Linked DNA regions of Drosophila melanogaster: region 2 is linked to region 1. Evidence: chromatin contacts called from public Hi-C data. All regions are on one chromosome and are shown on one strand. The core of a region is the stretch at or near the end of the contact, and the rest is flanking DNA. Distances in the headings are between cores, read along the strand shown. Region 1 holds the start of Alg-2 (Apoptosis-linked gene-2). Region 2 holds the start of CG41099.

Region 1 (3,842 bases), core at 1,254-3,753:
AGATGGTAGTATTTCTAGGAAAACGTCTTCTTCTTTTTCGCATATATAGATAGAACTTTATCTATTGGCAAGGTAAGGCTGACGGCAGAGTGCGCGCGAGAAGCGAAGCCATAATATTTTGCGAGAATGAGCGATAAACCACTACATCCATTTTTAAGTGCAATCGCTCGAAATATGTCACAGTGAGAGCGAAGCGAATTGCGAGCTCAAGCGATAAAGCGAGGGCAAAGCGAGAATGCAGCTAGCAACCTGCTTTATCTCTTAAACTCCCTCAGAGAGTACGATTGTTTTGTTGTGTTCAAACAACACGTTTAATGTTTTTTTTTTTTTGTTATATTCTGTGCTTTATTTACATAATTTATTAATTTTTGGCAAGGCAGTTTAACAAAATTTGGCCAATTCTTCGTCATAAGACTACTAAATTATGATTTTAAATTTCATTTTTTGCCCGTTTCTAATGAGTGTTCATTATAGGGCCATTGGTTGCCCATGAGAACTCCCAGACCTGTGTTCACTAGATCACTGGGATTTCCGTGTGATCCTCCTATTTCATATAACACACTACGCGAAACAAGTTTTAAGTGCACTTCCTGTAATATAATTGTTAAACAAAATGTAGATTTAGGCATATGGAATATAAACGGACAGGCAGTACAGTTTAAGCTTTGAAAGAAATATTAGGAGAATAACAATTGCATGACAGACAGTCAACAGCGAAGATTTACTTCATTCACACATAGCTAAGAATCCTATAATCAATTAGAATTATACAAAAAGACAATTTCTATCATTATTATTCAAATTAATAATTCAAAAGAAAACAATAAATTCCCATAGCGAAATCATTCTGAAATCCTAAAAAAGGTGATGATGATCCAGATGATCTATAACAATTCGTAATATATTCCATATATAATAATCAATTTATTTCAATACACTTAGGATAGAAAAATTCAATCAACCGGACGCTAATGTTGTCGGCTTCGACGCTGCGATGAAGGTGGGGTACGAACTGAACCGCTTACAGAACAATGACCGCCGCTGCAGTGGTGCCAGCGAGCCAGATGCTGACGCTGCGATGGTGGTGGGGTAGGAACTGCCCCGCTTACCCCGAGAAGAAAGTGCTGCGTTTTAACTCCTCCCCCTTTAAGACCTGCGTCCCACAGGTTAAGTAGCCTTGGTCTGTCCGGAGGCAACGGGCGGATGCGAGATCACGGTGATATTGCCTGGTTTCCTCCACAGGAAACACAAGAGAGAAAAGGTGAGCAGAGCCAATTCTGCCTCCGTTAGGAATGACCTCGGCCATCTTTTCCAAGTTCTTTAAACTCACGTCATGTTCGTACTCCAGAGATAGCTGGTAATCGTTGGCTGTTACTTGTGTTAGGACGGCCGGCAATGCCATCCTGTAAATTTGTATCGATTTGCCAAAAAACTTTTTGCCACGCTCACTCTATCGCCCAAAAGTCGACCAGCCAGTCATGCCCACACTTTGGAACAATGTTATATCCCCGATGATAATGTTCCAATTGGCTCAATTACCTGACACGCTTCGTCTGCCTTAGTTTGGGTTTGACACAAACGTACAAAATTTTTATTCCTCCATTTAAAAAATTTTTTGAACTATGATTTTAAATTTCATTTTTTGCTTTACCAGTTTCTAATGAAATGGCAAAATAAATCGTCACCTAAAAATTTAATAAATAGTTTAATATATTAAAGCTTAACAAAGAAACAAATATTTTTAAATTTCTACAGCTCTCTCCCCCTAGATGAGTATCGGGTATCTGATACTCCAAAAATTCTACTCTGGTTTCGTGTTTTTATATAATATTATTCTAAATTCTTACTAAATAGTGTCACTGCAGGTGCACAAATTGTATTGGATTGGGCACTGGGCCATAATGATTATGCTTACATATGTAATTATTAATACGGCTATTTTAATCACTTAAAAAGAATAATTTTAAATTTTGTAAAAAAAAATTTTGTATGTGTTTTTGACTTTGATCAAAGAGTCAAAGAGAGTGTTTTCGTGCTGTAGCGAAATTGAAGCGAAAGTGTTTTCTGTAGCATTCTTAAAGGTCTACCTGTGGGTGGTTAATCTGCAGTTTAGTTGTGCCATATAAATAGCTGAAGGTTAGGGAAAAAAGTTTCGTTATATATGCGTTTAGGTGTTTTATTCTATATCTATATATTTACTCTCCTAAAACAGAAGAGGGATTTTCCGTTAGCTAATCCATTAGTCAATTTTAAAAATTGGTTACGGAAAAGCGATTTTTTAACAGACCTATTTCCTTTTAATTACATATCTTAAATCTTAAAACTATGTCAAAACTTGTTGAGCTAGCTTACTAATGGCGATATAAATAATCTATATCATATATTAGAATTAAATCTCTCAACTGTTGTCTGTGCGAATAGTCTATAATGAAACATTTAGGTCTGTTGGAATATGGTATAATTAAAATTGTCAAATTATTGCACATTGATATTAATCAAAAATTGTATGTCCTCAAATAAACGATAACAGTTTTATTCTGCAAAGTTTGCACTGTAACAAACCAATTGTATCCACCAATGGCCTACAATCATGATGGTATGCCAGACCAGCAATTTCTTTGGGATGTTTTTCAAAGGTAACAGTCACAGAATAAATACTTCTAACTAGCGATAAAGCGACTTTTTTTTAGAGTGGATAAAGATAGGAGTGGTCATATATCCGCAGATGAGCTACAAGTGGCCCTTTCGAATGGTACCTGGTCTGCATTTAATCCGGAGACTATCCGTTTGATGATTGGAATGTTTGATCGTGAAAATAAAGGGACTGTGTCCTTTAAAGATTTTGGAGCGTTGTGGAAGTATGTGACGGATTGGCAAAATTGTTTTCGATCCTTTGATCGTGACAATTCTGGAAATATTGACAAAACTGAGCTGAAAACAGCACTGACATCATTTGGTTATCGTTTATCTGACCACCTAATCGACGTCTTACTACGAAAATTTGACCGCTTTGGGCGTGGTACAATTCTTTTCGATGATTTTATTCAATGTTGTATTGTGCTGTATGTAAGTATGACTGTTATTGCAATATATGAGTACAAGGTAGCTGTTGGCTCTAGAGATTTTCGCTGTCTGGCTTATGAAAAAATTTTTGAGATAGCTTTGAAGCCAGCACGAAAAAATTGTATGGCGTTTCGGGTTTTTTCTAATGTCTTTGCAAACAAACGCTCACCACTTATAAATATGTCAGAACGCTATAGTCGAGTTCTTTACTACCAGTTACTCAGGTAGTGGGAGTGCACGGGAGGTATGCTAATCATCAGATACCCATTACTTCGATTGGGGGTGTGCAAGTTGGAGAAGTTGGAGATATTATAGCAATGCTTTTCCCATTGTTATGCTCGCTAAGGATGTGTAAAGTTTAGCTGAGAGTGCTTATGTCTATATTTCCTATTATTGATTATATTCATATATAAGTTGTTGTCGTTTCCCGTTGTTGGCGCATTTCCCTCTATGCCATCCTTTTTATACCTTTTACTCGTAAACGGGTAGTATACCCGTTCGTTCGTTGAGAAGTATGTAGTGGAAGCGGTTTCGACCCTATAAAGTGTGTATATCCCTGATCAGAAACACTAGTATAAACGTTGTGAACTAGTGATTCTAGCAATCCCACAAAGCGGCTAAAGCGTCCACAACTTTACTTATTTCTATCAATATCTAAATACACATCTTTTAAGCTATGATAGGCAAGGTAATTTACCATAGCATTCTAATTTGTTATACCCGTTACTCGTAGAGTAACTAGTGATTCTAGCAATGCTTACGCAGGGCATATTTTCTTT
Region 2 (3,692 bases), core at 186-2,685, 220 kb after region 1:
CAGGAAGCTTGTGCTTAGCTTTGGGATTCTAATTTAGGGTCATATTAAATGCAGTGAATAACAAGACGAGGTGCAACTCTTTATCAGCTGCACCCGGAAAGTTTTGGGATAATTATAAATAGAGCGACTCTCAGCTGAACGTGATTTCCTCTGATGGCCTAGACCCGGCTAGAGTTTCCGTTTTATTTCTTTTCTAATCAAATCGTCGTGGAGTCAAGTTGTGAAAAGTTCGTTTTCTTGTAAAATGAGAATATGAAGTTATTTTTAAATTAAATTTTATAAGGCTTTACAACAAGTTATAAAAATATGTACCCAAGAAGAAGCAATAGTTTACATCACTTTTGTGTTTTTATTTAATTTTATATAAATTGAATTTTTTTAATTATTAAATATTTTTTATAAGCTAACCTAATCTAATATTTTTTCCAAGATGGATACATTTTCAGAGAGTGCGCGTCTAAATTTTCGCGTTAAATTTGAAATAAAAAGTCTGTTTAAAGTCGTTTGATTCGAAATTGGAGTAAGAGTATCTGTGTGTTCGTACATTTTCAAAGTATTCGTGTAAAATGCCACGCTTTTATTTCAGCTCATATGCGCCGGGAAATCGATCGTTTGCCGAGGATTAAAAATTTGAGTGAATTTTATTAACATATAAGATGTAAATTGGATATAACACACACAACACACTGAGGGAAATTACGAAGAGAAGTTAAGCAAAAAAAATTTATTTTCCAATTATACACCGGGGAATATCATGGAAGCTTAATAAACAAAAGTAAATTACAATTTTTTTATGTTGAATATATAATGAACATATATGTATAATGAACAACGATGTATGTATATAAGAAACTTGTGTACTCAAACACTCAAGTTGCCTGCGAGCAACGGTTAATTCCTTTTTGAGTGTTTTCGCTACTAATCGGCGATCACTCTTTGCCTGTGTGCAGCAAGTATACATAATTTGAATTCAGTTACAGTTACAGTTAAACACGTTTAATATTTTAAATTTATTTTAGAACTTGGGTTTCCATATGATTTAAAAAATTCTAATGAACAATTTATTGGACTTAAATAACATTGCGGAAGTTAACAATAAAATATTAAGTAAAATCTAACCGAATTTACTCGAGACCGACTGTCTTACGTTTTTATATTTTTTTGATGAAGGATACTGATTTGAAAAAATAATAATTTATGAAACAAGAATATAGTGAAAAAGAACAACACTGAAAAAAACTGAAATATGGGAAATATGCCGGATTTTAAAGCGTGCACCCGCCAATACAGGTGCGCTTGCCTTCCATCATCAATCTATTTCGTTAAACGTTACATATCTTAGATTTCGAGGACGGTAGTACGTTCAAAAAAAAAAATGATTTGTGTCAGAACGCTTTGGACTGGATAAATTCATAGTATGGACAGGGCTGATACTAACAGTTGTAATTATCGGGTCTTATAACAGTGAGCTATACCACACTACATTCGGAACCAACTCAAGACCGAACATACAGCTGCGATTAAATCAATACTAAGAGCAGCGGGTGCATTTCGTGAAGAAACTCGTATTTTATAATAATTTGTGCCCACATATCTGATGGGTATGTTATGAAAACAGGTATCTGTTCGGCCACAATTGTTGCGAAAATACATATGTACATATATTTTTATTTGCCTTCCATCCTAGACAGCATATGCATTCACATACGAGCGATGTATTTGGGAGAAGCGTGTCCTTTAATCTTTAAATAAAAACTAATAATTCAGTACGACTCTTTGCCTACCAATTATATGATTCATTTTCATAATGTCCGCTCATCCCTGAGCGGATAATGAGTTTGGATGAGCCGAAGTCAGCTAAATGGCCGACGCTCACCGATTTTTTCTCGCATGATCTCTACGTAAATTTATTGCCGAAAAGATAATAAACTGCAGGCCTTGTTGTTGAGATATGGTCTCATATATTGACCATGGTCTATTATATGTCCGTATTTCACGTGTTCAACTGTGTAGGTGCCTTTTTAAGAGCCAAATGAAATGCTCATCGATTACAATAGAAAGTTTGTCATAGAAATAGTTACTACTTTATCTGGAAGCTTACAAAAAGTGCACACTTTCATCTCACCTTGTTTAAAGGTTTTTGGTTTGATATTAGAAGTTATAATAATGACATCGTTAGTATAAACATTGGTGCACGTCAAAATATTTTTGGCAAATGGAGGTGGATGCCACATGGATGTTAGATAGTGCGAAGACTTAGTTGTCGTTTAAGCATACTCCCTATACATATTAGAGTTTAAATGGAACTAAAATACCTTTTTGAAAGCGTAATCCATTCACTTATCAATTAAAAAGGCCTACAATTTCTACCTTCATACCTTTTTTGACGGACATGGAGACTCTAATCTACTCTAACTAACTAATTCCCAGAAATGCTTCAGTAAGCAATCCCTTCTTCTAGATGTATTCTTCCCAGTCTTCTAGATGTATTCCATATATTATCTATGTAGATATAATATTTCTTTCAAAGAAAGGGAAGTGTTCCCAAAAAATATAACAAAATCCCGGTTTAATAAATATTTCATTTTTTTTATTTAATCACAAGTGTACAAATTTCAGTATCAGTAGCCGTGTTAATATATTACCAGGGTATACCAGGGTATAAATAAACATCTGCATGACAATGATAATTAATAATAACAACATAAAAATATAAATATAAAAATACATAATAAATATAAGCATCTATTTACATATGTACCTGTTTAATGCTGTTAAGCTAAAATAATGGAGAAAATGAAAATATAATTGAAAATAAACGAAACGAAAAGAAAAACGCGTAATACAATTCATATTTAATTATGTGCTACTTGCAAAATACAAACCTTAAATCAGTCGAAAAATTTCTAAGAACACACTGACGATTTTGACGATTAAAAATTGAAAAAGCAACTGAACTGAACGCAATAAAACAACAGAAATACTTAACGCTTTTATGTCGTAATTTGCTTTTCGTAAGTACAATTTGTACTGACGACGATCTTGACGACTCAAAATTTAAAATGCAACTAAACAGAAACGTAATAAACCAACCGCAACCCTTCGCCCTTCTCTACATACTTCTATCCTTTTTATCATATGCTTTTCTTAAGTACCGTTTGTTTAAATTCTATTTGTCAAAGACAAATTATTGTTGTAAATATTAACGTTTCTTAAAGCGACCTACCACAACTTTAATATTTGTTGGGGAACAACATTTTTTTCAAGTACCTAGGAAAATTGTGTGACAACCTTTTTTTGGTCTTGAGTGGACATATACAAAATGAAAAAAATAAAACATTTTTCAAAGGTCTGTGATTGGATTAGACACGTCCGTTCTGTCCGTCAAGCCTTATTGCACATTGTGAACATTAAAATGGCGAAAAAGCTTGAGAAAAATGAAAATAATATGAAACACATATACATCTTCTTTCAAAAGTGTGAAACAAATTCTATAGTGTTACTGAAATGTTCAAATTCCATATTCAGATTCAAACAAGAGAGATTGCTATAGTCGAGTTCCCCGACTATCACACACTCGTCACTCAGTTAGTGTGAATGCGAACGCGAAATTCATCAAAAAACATCAAACGATTTTTCAAAATTAGTGGGCGTCGCAGTTTTGGGCTGTTTTAGGGCGTTAGAGTGGGCGT

Evidence for each region. A called contact is a pair of places that touch in the nucleus more often than the background predicts.
Region 2: a contact with region 1 is called in a Hi-C map of the OSC cell line, with 5 times the contacts expected there. A contact is called at or near these places in 19 of 107 Hi-C or Micro-C datasets (the Clone 8 cell line, the Kc167 cell line, the ML-DmBG3-c2 cell line and 9 more) and 3 of 7 datasets of targeted methods (the Kc167 cell line and the S2 cell line).

What each region holds. Positions count from the first base shown.
Region 1 is chr3R:3,620,640-3,624,481 of dm6, forward strand. It overlaps Alg-2 (Apoptosis-linked gene-2), which reads left to right and starts at 2,504. Exons shown (of 3, transcript NM_001110989.3): 1 at 2,504-2,636; 2 at 2,691-3,066. The coding sequence starts at 2,578.
Region 2 is chr3R:3,845,294-3,848,985 of dm6, forward strand. CG41099 reads left to right here and starts at 1,436. Exons shown (of 7, transcript NM_001110981.2): 1 at 1,436-1,601. The coding sequence starts at 1,598.